2 separate regions of the Pan troglodytes genome follow, and region 2 is linked to region 1. The links are chromatin contacts, called in public capture Hi-C maps. All regions are on one chromosome and are shown on one strand. Each heading gives the region's core, a stretch centred on a gene start, on an enhancer-like site or on the middle of the called end of the contact. The rest is flanking DNA. Distances are from core to core; before and after follow the strand shown.

Region 1 (6,384 bases), core at 1,232-3,731:
CAGACACGCATTGTTTTGGGACTCTGCAGTCTTTTTTGAAGATGTGGCTCAGGGAAAGGATGGTAGCAAATCTCTGTGCTTAGTTTGCCCTGTTTGTTGCAAGCTGAGCCGCTGAGTTCTAGATCCTATCTCACAGGCACATTTCAGAGGCACAGCATTCATTTCTTATATTCTGCTAATCAGCCCTGCTATTACAGGGAAGGAGCAGTCACTGACCAATCCCGGCTGGCGCCACCCCATCATACTCACAATATACAAGGACTTAGGTGAAGAGAGTAAGCAAAATGCAACACAAAACAAATAGATGGAAAATACAGCCCTAGTAAACCTAAACCAGACCTGGCTCGAGGATGAACCGAGGGCCCCACAGACAGCAAAGAGCCCACATGCACCCCGAGGTAGACCTGTCTTAGCTACCTGGCTCCCAGGGGACCCCAGCCCGGCTCAGGTGCCTCAGTGAGCAGGTTCTGCCCAAGAAACAAGTCCCACAGCTCTGCCCAAGTCCTGTTCCCCTAAGTTCCTTTTGGGGGTGGGGGGGACACAGCTTTCTGAAAAGGGCTTTCCAGATGGCGCCTGGCTGCGGCAGTGCCAGACTCCACAGCTTAAGTAAATGTTGCCATCGCCCCATCCTGCCAGCAAAAGACAAGGGGGACCTATGGCTGCTCTCAGCTGCAGCAAAGCTCACTTCCTGGGGAGATCAGAGTCCCCCCACCACCTGCCCACCCCCCCGACACCATGCACCCCTCTTGGAGAGCCCCTTTCCTCTGCATTTGCAAGCCTCGCTCAGCCCCCGCCTCCTTCCTCCACATGCCAGCACCATCAACAAGGGTGGAGAGATGCACCCATCAGATGCCGACAGAGGAGAGGAAGACGAAGGGAGGTGAGACACCCAGAAGGGCAGCAAACAGGCCCAAGGGTCACAGATGGCAAAGGTTCCAGCCCAATCATCACGGATTTGGGAAGTGTGCGCAAATCCAATCTCCTGATCTCTGCAGGTGTTTCTCCACCCCTGCCATCAATGCTCCAAAACAGCTCTACGGGTAAAGGAGTTAACTACTCACTCCCCTGACTTCCCAGGCTCAAAAGGCTTCCAAATGCTCCCTGCACAGTTCTTTCCCATGAAATTCACTGTCTCCATCTCTAGGTCTCCAAGTATACCCACGGTCTCTCTCTAGAACCAGTGGAATATCGAGGCCAGTATAACAGGCCTTGTTGAAGCCAGCCCTGTCCCCACCCCTTTGAGACATCAGGGCTACCTGCCAGAAACTTCTCAGGGAGAAGGGGCAGACGTGGGAAATGCACTCAGGTGTAGAGGAAGAAAGTCTTACCTTACCCTTCCTGGGAACGCACTTCCTATGAACAGGACACAAAGCTTCAAACCAGAGAAAGAATTAGAAAGATAAGCAACCTGGCAGTGAAGGGATCTGGGCGGCCAGAAGGACCCCAATCTGCCCTCTATGCAGAGGCTGCCCCAGCTCTGCAGAAGTGGCCTCTGGCAGGGCTCACATAACACAGTGGGCATCATTTCCCAGCTACCTGAGTGCATGGTAAGCATGCGAGTGGGTAAGAGTCAGACCCTGGAAGCTCGTGATACCTGCTTCTGGCCAAACCATCAATCAGGGGACACCTTGTGGCTGTCTGCAAAGCAAATTACTAACTCCCACCCCAACACACCCAAGGTGGTGGTCAAGACCTGAGCCTGGAACCTCCCATTCGAGTTAATAGAAATCACGCAGCTAATGCTTCAAGCTCTGTTTTGAAAATTGACCGCTTAATTCCTTGCCTCATTGTAACCTGTCCTTAGCTAATCTATGTTTTCCTTATTTCCATTAAATTTAGGTTTAAATGAACTGTTCCGTCCCTTGCGCTAACATGCATAGGGAGGAGAGCTTCATGGAGCTCCTCAGAAGCTCTGTGGGCAGGAGTGTTGGAAACAGAAGGGCAGCCCAGGCAACAGCGGTGTCCATCCCACAGATGGGCCAAGTGAGGCCGCCAGAGAAACACATTTGAGTGACTCCGCGGCCTCAAATCTAATCCCTCACAAGCAAAACCATGTCCTGCCTGTTAAGTGCTGGAGCAGAGAGGGTGCTCTGCCTCTGCAATTTTATGCCACACATCTCTGATGTTACACTCCTAGTCTGAAGACTTTCAGAGCCTGTGCCAGTACCCTCTTTCTGAAATGCCAAGTGACGGTGGAGTGGCATCAAGCAGCCCCGGAGAAGCGGGATTTATGGCTCCATGTAAAGGGGTCAGAAAGATGGTAAAAGCCCCGAAGTGTTACTGATTGTTCCCAAATCATCGCTCCTAAGCACAAGATGATACAAGTTTACCAACTGAATGGGAAGTTTATAAAAAGAAACTGCTGGTAGGCATCCGGCTCCGGGGAAGGAGGAGGACGATGTGACAGCCGCACATGAACCAGCATCTGAGAGCAACGGCGATCCCGGCACGAGCAGGGCGTCCCAAGTGGACAGACCACCCTTGGGCCCCAGCGGAAAGGTGGCCGCCAGGGGAAGACACGGGGGCCTCTGACCCTGTGCCCCATCTGACATTCCCCAGGAGCCACCTGACCAGCCGGCTTATTCGCCTAGGCGGGCGGCCACCTCAGCTCTCGGCTCTCAGCTCAGGGGACGGGCCTTGGCCGGCGTCCGCCTGGGCACAGCTTCGGCACACACGAGCCGATCCTCCGTAAATCTCCGCAAACACGGCGGCCGCCTGCACACGCTTCCACGGCAGAGACGGAAGGGCTGCATATGGCGCTCGGCTTTCACAGCTGAGCTTTAAAAAAAGTGCAGCTTTTCATCTCACTGAACCAGTTCCCAAATTAGGAGGTGGGGAAGGAAGGCTGGAGTTGGGGTGGGCTGGGGGCAGAAAAATAAGGAAGCAGGGGACAGGGGGAGGCGTAGGGGGAACCTTTAAGGCTAAATGTGATTTTAAAAGGAATCTCAGACTATGATCTGTTCATAAGGTCCCTCTGGAAAATTAAATAATGTTGCCTATTTGTCATCCCCAAATTGACTAATTTCAAGTTCCTAATATCATTTTTAAAATGATTTTTTAAATATATAACAATGAAGGAGTCTATCTAAGAGGGCATCACTCACATGCTTGAGCCTGGGCTAAAAAATTTTTAAGCATTATTTATAAATGGGATTATTGTTTTCCAAAGTTCTCCTCCACAAAGAGATTAGCTGCCACCATGCCCAGGGGGGTCTCCCCAAGTCCTTTTTAATTCCCTGCCTAGAGGTGGAAGGTGGTTGGACTGGAACAGGAGGAAGAAGCCTGCTCCGGCAGTTTTCCTGGAATTGCCTGGAAACTTTTACTTTCTGTTTCCTCTGCTGATAATGACTGTCTTCGGCTCTGCAGCCAGCTCCCCTCTCCCCCCCTCCAGCCCCCTGTTGCTGCAGCCTCCCCGAGCTCCGGTATAAAGTTTGGCTTTTGCAGCAGGAAGCAGCTGGGCCAAGCAACCAGCGAATGATAATGACCTCAGAAATCTGCTGTTCGCTCGGCAACAATAGGGTGCTCAGTCTACTGGAAAATTGTGTTCATCAGCTAACTCTGCTCAGTTACTAATTGACATTGCCAAATATTTTAAGAACAATTGGAATGCACAAGCAAAAAAAAAAAAAAAAAAATGAAGATCTTAATCCTCAAACTCAAATTTTTTTTTCTTTTTCTTTTTCTTCTTTTGGGTGCCTGGATTTGTTTGTGTGTGGAGCAGGCACCGGTTATCGTGAACGGGGGCAGGGAGGGGGAGCCACATGAGAAAAAGAGGTGGAAAAGAAAGAAAATCTATCATATCACTATACACCCCATGTAAATGCGAAAGCGCCCCAGATAAAGGCCTTTGATGCTGTGGTCAATGGGATGGAGACCCAGCATTTCAGGAATGCAGCTCTAACAACAAAAGAAGACCTCGCAAGGCTTTTAGCCCAGCTGACCAAATAATCCTTGTCCATCTCAAAATATTATACCAGAAGTAGTAGGGGTTAACGATATTTTCATCTTCGCATCTCTCCCTGGCTTTCCATTGATCCTGTAACTTAGCCGACTTTATTTAATGAACAGAGGGTCAATGCATTCAATTACCCCCTTCCCACCATCAACACTTCAATTATCCCCACTCCAAAATTATGTGGAATTCAGAAGGTAACTGCCCTGTTGGATATAATGAACAGTATCGTTTCTTAGTACATTAAGTTTTAATTATTCTGAGTGTGATTTCCAAAGCAAAATCTGAAGAAACAGAACTTTGGTTGTGTTCTGACTCAGAGCAAAGCGAGGATTCGAGCTCAGCCTTAGAGGAGGTTTTAGAGAAAGATGCAAAGATTAATGCCATAAGAGTGTTTGCATGCAAGCCAGAAATGAGGAGGCATCAAAACAGCCACCCCGCTTTCTAAATGCCATAAAAGTAAAATTAATAAGCTGCTGCTTTCCAAACAGTTTCTCTTTGCATTGTACACGGAGGCTACATTGAATGACATTGACCACGGTGTGAAATTACTGGTAAGTCAAATAAACAACAACAAAACAAAAATAAAACAAAGGGGGAAGATGGGGAAGTGATCTGTGTGACTAGTTTTGTCCATTTTCTGTTAGAAAATGTGACCTCTCAATTTGTCAAAGGTCCTAGTTTTCGCAGTTGATCTTAAGCTTGGTTCTCAGCAGTTTGGAGAGCCAAAGAACAAACACATTTTCTGGTTCACTGGAATCATTTTCACATGTTCACTGATTCAAACATTCTTTTGCTCACATAACAAACAGCTGCATCCCACATTAGCCTAGCCAGTGACAGTCGCCCATCTCGGCAATAACTGTTTGATTGCAAACTTGACCCCTTCTTCGTCTCGGTCTGAGCAAGACATTTTTAAACAGCCACTCCGTTCCCAATCCTTCTTTGCAAAGAATTACATCAGATAACAAAGGACGTCTCTGCCACTCATTGTAAGCCTTCTTCTAGAGATCTGTTCTAAGAGGCTCTGTAAAAAGGTTTTTTATGATGAATTCAGAACTACTATCATGTTAAGAGCAGCGATTTATAAAGAAGAATTCATTGGTTAAGATCTGAAAAAATAGTTTCTCAGGCCCTACTGACCCAGTTTTCAACAAAAAAAAAGAATCAAGTGATGCAAATTAAGTTTTGCGACATTGTTATGCAGTCTGAGAAATTTGTAAAACCGCGTTTTGCAGTTATTTCTTAATAGAAGCCTTAATAAGTACTCCTTTCTTTACTTAAGGGCTTAAAGATTTTTTTTCTCTCTCTCCTTCACCTTGCAGGTTTCTCTTTAACAGGTAATAATAAAATACCCATTATATCCAGATTTTTATTTAAATGCTTATTTTAATCGCACTTCTATACAAGTCAAACTTGTTGGAAATAAGAGGGAGGACTAACCAGATTTGGTTAAGAGCCCTAAATCCCAGGGAAACCTGAATGCCCCAGACGCACAGCTGATTCGGGTTGTATATTGGTATGCCCTCAATTCTCCTACTTAGTCAGAAAATTATGAAAGGGTCTAATTTGAATATGAAGAAAACAAAGAAGTCAACCAGAAATGAAAGAATCAGTATTCACAATTGTAAAATACTTCAATGAGGGGAAATAAAAGTGAGAAGATAACCACAACTCAAGTATAATTCTCTTTTGAGTCATGAGCACGGTTGGTTCTTTTTAAGCAAAATGGGTTTTTTCAACCAAGCACTGAGAGATAGGCAAGCAACAGAGATAGGAATAGCATGAGGCTATCACTTGGCCAGAAGGTGAGAAAAACACGGTAAACACGTCATTAATGAAGCTGAACATTTGGTGTCAGAATATTCTGCCGAGACCCTTACATTTCAGGAGGTCTGAGAGAGGGATGGAAATCTGTCAATGTTAACTCCATGTCACTCTAAAAACTTAGGGGAACCAGTTTGCTGTCTGCACCCTGTCCTGTAAAGGTCCTAATCCAGAATCAGAAACGACACATGCCAGAAGAGCAGACCTCATCCTAGGAGGCCAGAAAGAGCTCCTCCTGACATTGGGACACCTGGCACTTGGCTGCCTCTCAAGTAGGTATCTATCTTTACATGGTGAAAACCCTTCCCTCGAATCTTAGTATGTTCCATGTGACAGTCGCTCCAGGTAGTGTGACCTCACGCCTCCTTGGCACTCATGCTGCTGGTTAGACACTTCCTAAGTGTCTCATCCGTAATAAATCCCAAACAAGTCTAGGACTCCAGGAGTAGACAGTGTGTTTCATGGGTATTTAAGCAGCGGCATTAAGTGCTATCGGAATCTCTGGAATGTGCAGACCAGATTTATGTGTCTTAATAATTCTTTACTGGTTTGTAATAAGCCGGCAGAGTCCCACTTTATTTTAATACTAATTTTGTCCTAGAAGA
Region 2 (6,995 bases), core at 364-2,863, 200 kb before region 1:
GGTGGTGAGGGGTGAATAAGGGGGGTGGTGAGGAATGAAGAGGGCCAAGTGGGATGATGATCAGATGATTGCATGCACTAATGAACATTCCAGATTTTGTGATGATCCCCAATACTGCCCACCTAGGAACTGGGTGATTACTATGCCGGGCGATCACACCTGTTGGATGTACCTAGGTGAAGGTCAGGCTCCCTCCCCACTGGGCCCCACGCAGCCTGGGCACCAGCCCTTGGCTCACACCTGCTGCCAGGTAGCAGCCAGGGAGACTTCTTATGCAGCCCGCTTGTTTCAAAGGAGCGTCGGCGACAGGGAGGGGAGGATCTCAAGACCTTTAATTAGCTGGGAATTGCACCCTCTCTAGTGGCTTGCTTGTGAGAACTAGAGAGCTAAGGAACAGCTCCTCAAAGAGGAAGATGGCACTTGCCAGAAGGCAGAGCTAAAGCACGCAGGTGAATCCTGGGTTCTGATGGGGCAAGAGTTCTCCATTCCAGCAAACTCCAGACAAGAGCCAGCAGCAGGGGGGCACGCAGCCTCCACCATTGCACATGCCCTGTGTGTGCCAGGGAAGTGACCCTCTTTTCCTGGGGTCTAACTTCCCTGTCTGCAAACTCTTGTGTTATGAGCAAGGCAGGCTGGGCGGGACCCCTTGGCGGAGAAGGGAAGAGCCACACCTCCCTAAGGAAGTGACTCCCACCTCTCTTCCATCACCTGCTCCTAAGGGAGTGACTCCCACCTCTCTTCCGTCCCCTGCTCCTAAGGGAGCGGCTCCCACCTCTCTTCCATCCTCTGCTCCTAAGGGAGCGGATCCCACCTCTCTTCTATCTCTTGTCCCAGACATTCTAGTTTTTCAAGAGAACCTGAAAGCCTGGATTTGTACATTTAAAAAATCTTTCATTTTTAAACTGTGTGCAACCAATTGAAAGCAAAAGTGTAATATCGGACAAGTCAAACAAAACACAACTGTGAGCTGGCTCCAGCCATCAGGCCACTCTTCAAGTTTCATTGCACTCATAGGCCTCTCAGAGGGCCCCACCTAACCTTCCATGCCCTGTGTCTGCTTGTCTCCCCGAAAGCAGATGTGCAGTGAGAAGACAGATGCTACACCCAGATCTAATGTGTGGTCTCTGGATCAGCAGCACAGCCATGACCCTGGAGCTGAAGGGCAGGATAGAGGGTCCTCCCCAGAACTACTGAGTCAGAATCTGCATCATAGCAAGATCCATGGGGATCTGGTTGCACATGAGACTTTGAGAAACACTTGTCTAAAAACAAGTAAGATAAAAGAGTCAAGCATGGTGAAACCCTCTCTCCTCTCCAGGACTTGGAAATGCCCAGATAACGGCACCTTCCCTCATGTTTAATCTTTTCCACCCAACCTTACTAGGCTAGAAATAGCCGCCATTCAGTCCTGGGAGGATCCTGGATTCTGACGGGGCATGGAGAGTGGATGCAGCACTGTCACTGGGTTCCCCGCCTTGGTGTTACAGCTTCCACTGCCCACACGGGGAGTAAGAAGTTGGTTTCCAGAATAATCCCTCTCTGGCTTCCATCGCTGCAGGAGACTTTACAGCCACCAGGGATGACCCCAAGCCCACGCCCCAGGTGAAGGTCAAGCAACCGGAACAATGCCACTCAGCTCAGATCACTAGGACAGGAAGCCCAGGAAAATTCCCTTCGGAGATCAGCCTTCTACGAAACTAGAAGTTGCATGCTACTGACTCCAGACCCAGGAGAGGCAGACACAGCACACACAGTAAAGGGGGAAAAGTTTCCTGGTGAGTCCTACAGAATGACGGGGCTCATTCACTCCTTAGAAAAGCACCTCTCTGCATCCATGGGGGCCTCAGGATGATGGTGGAAATGCCTGCTGCCATCTCAGCTTTACTTCCGCGACTCTCCCCAGATCCCCAGGCCTCGTCAGCAAAGACACATCTATCGATAATTACAGAATACACAGCTTTGGGGGGCATTTCCCTTCCATTCACGACATTTAGTGGTGTCAGTCTGAGCATAAATACAATTAGATTTGAGAGTTCTATTACAAAAGCCAATAAAGCGGGCCTCAGTAGAGATTCTAAAATTACTTAACTTTTCTTTAGAAAAATATTAAAACAGTATTATCACATCAATGAGAAGAAAAGACAGCAAGATAATAAAGTTATGTTAAACCTCCCTGTATTTACTCATGTGTGAAACAGTTATGTCTGGTCACATAATTGCAATGGTTCTGAGAAATATTTCATATTTTATAATGAACATTAAAAGAGTTTGTGGATCATTACTTTATATGAGTTCCAAAGTTATTACATAAAACCCAATAGGAATGGTTATAAATTATCAGATCCTCTGGCCTGGCCTTGGTAAACATAACATGAAGACTGAGACATTTCAGCAGACAAGATTCATGAGAAGAGGTAAAAATTCTTCCTGCATTTTAAGGAGAAAAGAAGACCAGAGTACTTGTAACCAGCTCTTAGCATTTTTGTTTCTGTTTCAAAGAAATTCTATTGAACCACTTGCTTAAGCCACACACACACAAAGCTTCTGTTAGAACAAAAGAGAATTTCCTTTAGACACTGCCCTCATCTCCCCATTTTTCATTATCCTATCTGTGGCCTTAAGGTCACTGCCAAATTCTTGAATTTTTCAACACAGTGTGGGTTTAAAATGCTGTACTTAGCAGGCTCATACGATACCCAACAATTCTTTATTTTCAAAAGGAGATCCTCTCTTTGAAATCTGAAAATATGGCATCTTTACAGAAATTGGAGAGTTGATAACATTCTGAGGAAGTTTTCTTTTGGGGTCTGCAGAATAGGTTTGTAGACAGCATTTTAATTACAAACTATCATTCGTGAACCACGGTTAAGCATGAAATGGATGCTATTCAATTTCCTCGTGCTTATTCTCTTTTTAAAAAATAAATCACAGCATTATATTTTGTTCTGAAAAATCACACCTGGAGCTTCCCTTCCTCCCTCCCCCTTGCTTTCTGCAAGGTGAAAGAGTTAAGTATCGGAAGAATAGCAGCTGGGTAAACAAAGTTAAGGACCAGAGAAGTAACGTCGAATCTTCTTGTCAGCATCCAAGAGGCACAGTGCCCAACTGGGCCTTTGGAGATGCTGAAAATTGGGGCGCTTTCTGATGAAACACACAGGCAACATTTGCTACCTGGTTCTAGGAAATACAGGCACCTCCCTCGCCTTTGTCCAAAGCAGCCCCGCTTCCGGTACCTGTGGAGTGAAGGTGGGCGCCCGCCCTCCAGGACCCCACCTAACCCCTGTGAGGCTCCCCTACCTGCCAACTCCCAACCTTATCCCGGGTTCTCCCCTTTATGTGGCGCAGCTGTTGGTGAGGCTTTCTCAGCAAACAGATGTCTTTTGGAGAATTTAAAGCTCTGAGTTGGAGGCCAGATTCTGACTGTACTTTGAATTATGTCTGCCTCGATCATTATGCAGTCATTCACATATATTTTAGACATCAATATTGTCTTGAAATATTCTCGAGTTCTCAATGCTATTTATATGCTTCCATTCTCTCCTTTGCTTCTGCTCTGACAGTATGCTCCAACGTCCCAGAGTCACTGACGACTTGCAGATCATTTTAACACATATTTTCATTGGTGAGGGCTTTGCCATTTCATTTAACATGATTTCTCGCTAAATTGAGCAGAGATTGACATTCTTGGGACAACAACCAACCTTGGTCATCTGTTTGGATGGAGGATTTACCCAGTTCAGTATTTTTTAAGATGAAACAGTGTCATGTGTTGCCTCTTTCTACGGACAGCAAGTTTTTACCAATGACAAAAGAAAGATTCTAAGGATGCCAATTTACAATGTGGGAGGAAAAAAATCTCTCCTTGCTTATTTACAGAAATGCTCATCGGCTAACATGTGAGATTCTGATATAATGTAAGCCCATAGGTAAAAGAAAAAGCAAACTCAAACTGTGAAAACAAAACAAAACAAAAACAGATATTTTCAGGACTTAAAGAGTAACAAGAAAAGGAGAGAAATCTTTGGGGCTCTTTCAGCACATTTAGTTCTAGGTCAAGTTTAGGAAAACCATCATGGCCCCTCAGAGCTTCATATGGTCACCAAGACAGCCAATCTGATTCAATGACTACTCTTACTTTCAAACGGGGTCAGGGCTCTCACCACCACCACTCATCTATTGATCATCTTGTCCTTGTTTGCAGATCATCCCTTTGAAGTATTTTCGCAATGGCCTCTAGGTGCCGCTAACACTGCATAGCTTCAGCCTTTCTGCACAATGAAAACATTAATTTGCTATGAGATAATTTTTGACGTAAATGTAAAATGGTGCCCATTCGAACTCAGTAATGAAGCATGGTGCATTTCTGCAGCTCCTAATTTGACTAGTTAAATGACTCCATTACGTGTCTAACAGACAGAAGCAAATAATTTCTGGTCAGTTGATGTTCACTTACCCGTATCATTTTGCCCTGAAAATAAAGTCTCTAATCTACAATTCCTTTGTCTTAGCTTTTTTTTTTTTAGTTAAGATTATCAAAGCAAATATACTTAAATATTTCAGATTAAACCAGTATAAACTAACAAAACGTCAGAGAGGATAGGCAAATCAAATATGTGTAATAGGAGAGGTGGAAAACCAGTCAGCCCCCTTCTAAATTAATTACTCCAACTTTGCCCCTGTCACTAGGTCCTAGGGGTTAGGATGACTCTCGGGCTTCAAAAGAACAAGTGTGTATCTTTCAAGTCTATTGTTTTCCTGTGACCCCAAAGGGGCTACTGGCTGTTCCTGTGTCTTTTTCACTTTGCCACATAACTTTGAGGATGTTTGGAAAATCAGTAGCAGGATGCATCTCACAATAGCCAAAAAAAAAAAAAAAGGAAAATGCTGCTTTAATAAATATCAAGTGATGAATAATTTTGCCCAAAGGGGAAAAAATGGTTAATATTGAATCTTAATGTTCCTCATCTAAACGCTTTTTTCTTCCTGCTAAAAACAAGTTTAGAATTAAAGCGTATCAGTTTACACATATTGCATGCATATTAGTGAGACACAGCTGTGTATGTCCCCCTGTTAAGAGCCATATGATTAAGTTATGGGATATCATATAATCCAAATGCTGTTTCTATTGGTCACCTTTCACAGACAAAAGCTTTTTAGTTTAGGTCTATTAAATGACAGAATGTCCGATTCTGGAAATGTGCAAGTAATTATTATGAAGCACCTGTGACTCTCACTTTTTGCTCACCAAGTCCATCTATAAATTGCTTCTGGAACATTGCTCAGAGGCTGACAGAGGACTGTCCTCCCTGTCTGGGGCAGCTGTCGGGCATACAGTGAGGTGGCTCAAGACCCAGGGTTGATCCTGGTTAACTATGGAATCAGGACCCCAGCCGTCCTACCCCATCGCCCTGAAGTGAAGAGACTATAGACTCTTTCAGTGAAGAAACAGTGGTCGGAGAAACAGTGAAGAAGAACCCCCTAAAGTTCAGAGGGAACCCTGGGCCCACCCGTTTATCATCAGCACTTCTGGATGATATTTTGAACTAGGTCTGCACCAGAAAATCAGTTTTCAAAAACATGTGAACTAAAAGAACCAGTTTAAATGATCTTTATTTTTCCCCAAAGTAACACGCTATTTGACCCAATTAAAAACACTTTTTAAAAACTGACTGGAGTGTGTCTATTGACTACCTTTATTGAGCTTTTAAAATTTCAAATCCTTGTTTGTGGGCAAATTTCACGCACTTCTATGTTAGGGATGAGGGACGGGGAACAGCACAGGCTGCTTGCCTTTTGATGTGAAACAATGTCAAAAGGACTATTTATGACTCATACTCTGTGGAAACGTTGGCTGATGCTGTTTCTGCCACTTGATCCGGGGAAGTTGCTGTCCTGCAGAAGGCCAGTAGCTGGTGCTGGAGGGGTGGGGGCTCACACCTCTGCTGCCCCTGCCCAGGGGTCCTGAGATAGCCATCGGGGCCAGGCTCCTTGGTGTGATGTAGGTCAAGCGCCTGTGGGTTTGCAGAAAGGATTTGGCCTTTTGATTTGGTGTAGAATTTACAACCTGAGAGTGATGTCTCAGCACGCAGATCTGGGTTGTACTGGAAAAGGAAATGAGGTCAAGCTGAGAGGAACAGTGCTATCTGAGGAGGCTTCCACGAGGCCGCAGGTTGGGGACTCGGAACCGCTTCTTGTGGGCCCAGCCCCTTGACAGGGCACCTGCAGCTAGGAGCATCTGAAAGCCCGTGGGTGTGCACCTTCTGCATGGAGCAGCCCTTTTTAGTCTGTGTCCTGGGAACACAGGCAGAAAAGGAAGGAAATTCCATCTGAGGATGAGCCCACAGTACAGCCTGAAGGGGAGCGAGCCATAGGAGAACCGATGCATCCCTCAGGTGTGAGGAAAATTGGAGGCACTGAGCAGAAGAAAAGTGAAGGCGAGCTCCCCGGCTGAAGCTGACTTCATATGAGAGATTTCCAAAGCGACACGTGGGAAACTTCACAACTCCCTAAAACCCGGAGATGGGGCCAGGTCCCTCTTGTACCGGTTGTCAGGGAAGCCTCAAGACTTCATGCTGCTTGCTGTAGGACAGCTGGGGGCATCCAAAACACTTTCGCTAGCAAAGGGTCAGCACTCCCTGCCCCAAATTAAAAGTTGGTGATGCTATCAACCCTTTGGAAAGGAAATACCACTTCCAAATTGGGGTCTTAGCAAGGAGGTGCAGGAACTGGGTTTATAATGCTCTTTTAAAAAACACAAGGAGGCATACATAGAACACAGTTGATTGGAAGGAGGGATGACGACTTCTAGAGAAAATGAAAAATAAATTATTTGCTTTCATGTCCATAAAGGGAAGACGAAAGCAGATGCCAGCAACAGACAAGCATTTCCCAGGGAGAGGAAAATATTTCTGAAGGAAATCAGCCTAGTAGCAGAACAGGTGAGAAAGAAATTAGAGTGTCTAAGGACTGATAACTCCGGGAGCAGATGGGAACCA

Evidence for each region. Capture Hi-C pulls out chosen DNA fragments and counts their contacts.
Region 2: a contact with region 1 is called in a capture Hi-C map of stem cell-derived neural stem cells, with 2.6 times the contacts expected there. The contact joins two enhancer-like sites. A contact is called at or near these places in 2 of 7 Hi-C or Micro-C datasets (induced pluripotent stem cells and stem cell-derived neural progenitor cells) and 1 of 1 other capture datasets (stem cell-derived neural stem cells).

Annotation. Positions count from the first base shown.
Region 1 is chr20:33,537,613-33,543,996 of NHGRI_mPanTro3-v2.0_pri, reverse strand. All of the region lies in intron 3 of ZNF536 (zinc finger protein 536), which reads right to left. Among named protein-coding and RNA genes, the nearest start is that of ZNF536, 230 kb to the right of the region's middle. Within about 2 kb of position 2,481, at least 9 of the 24 cell types and tissues checked have an H3K27ac peak or open chromatin away from gene starts, as enhancers often do. A contact at or near this core is called in stem cell-derived neural stem cells, where this site is marked.
Region 2 is chr20:33,737,684-33,744,678 of NHGRI_mPanTro3-v2.0_pri, reverse strand. All of the region lies in intron 5 of ZNF536 (zinc finger protein 536), which reads right to left. Among named protein-coding and RNA genes, the nearest start is that of ZNF536, 430 kb to the right of the region's middle. Within about 2 kb of position 1,613, at least 1 of the 24 cell types and tissues checked has an H3K27ac peak or open chromatin away from gene starts, as enhancers often do. A contact at or near this core is called in stem cell-derived neural stem cells, where this site is marked.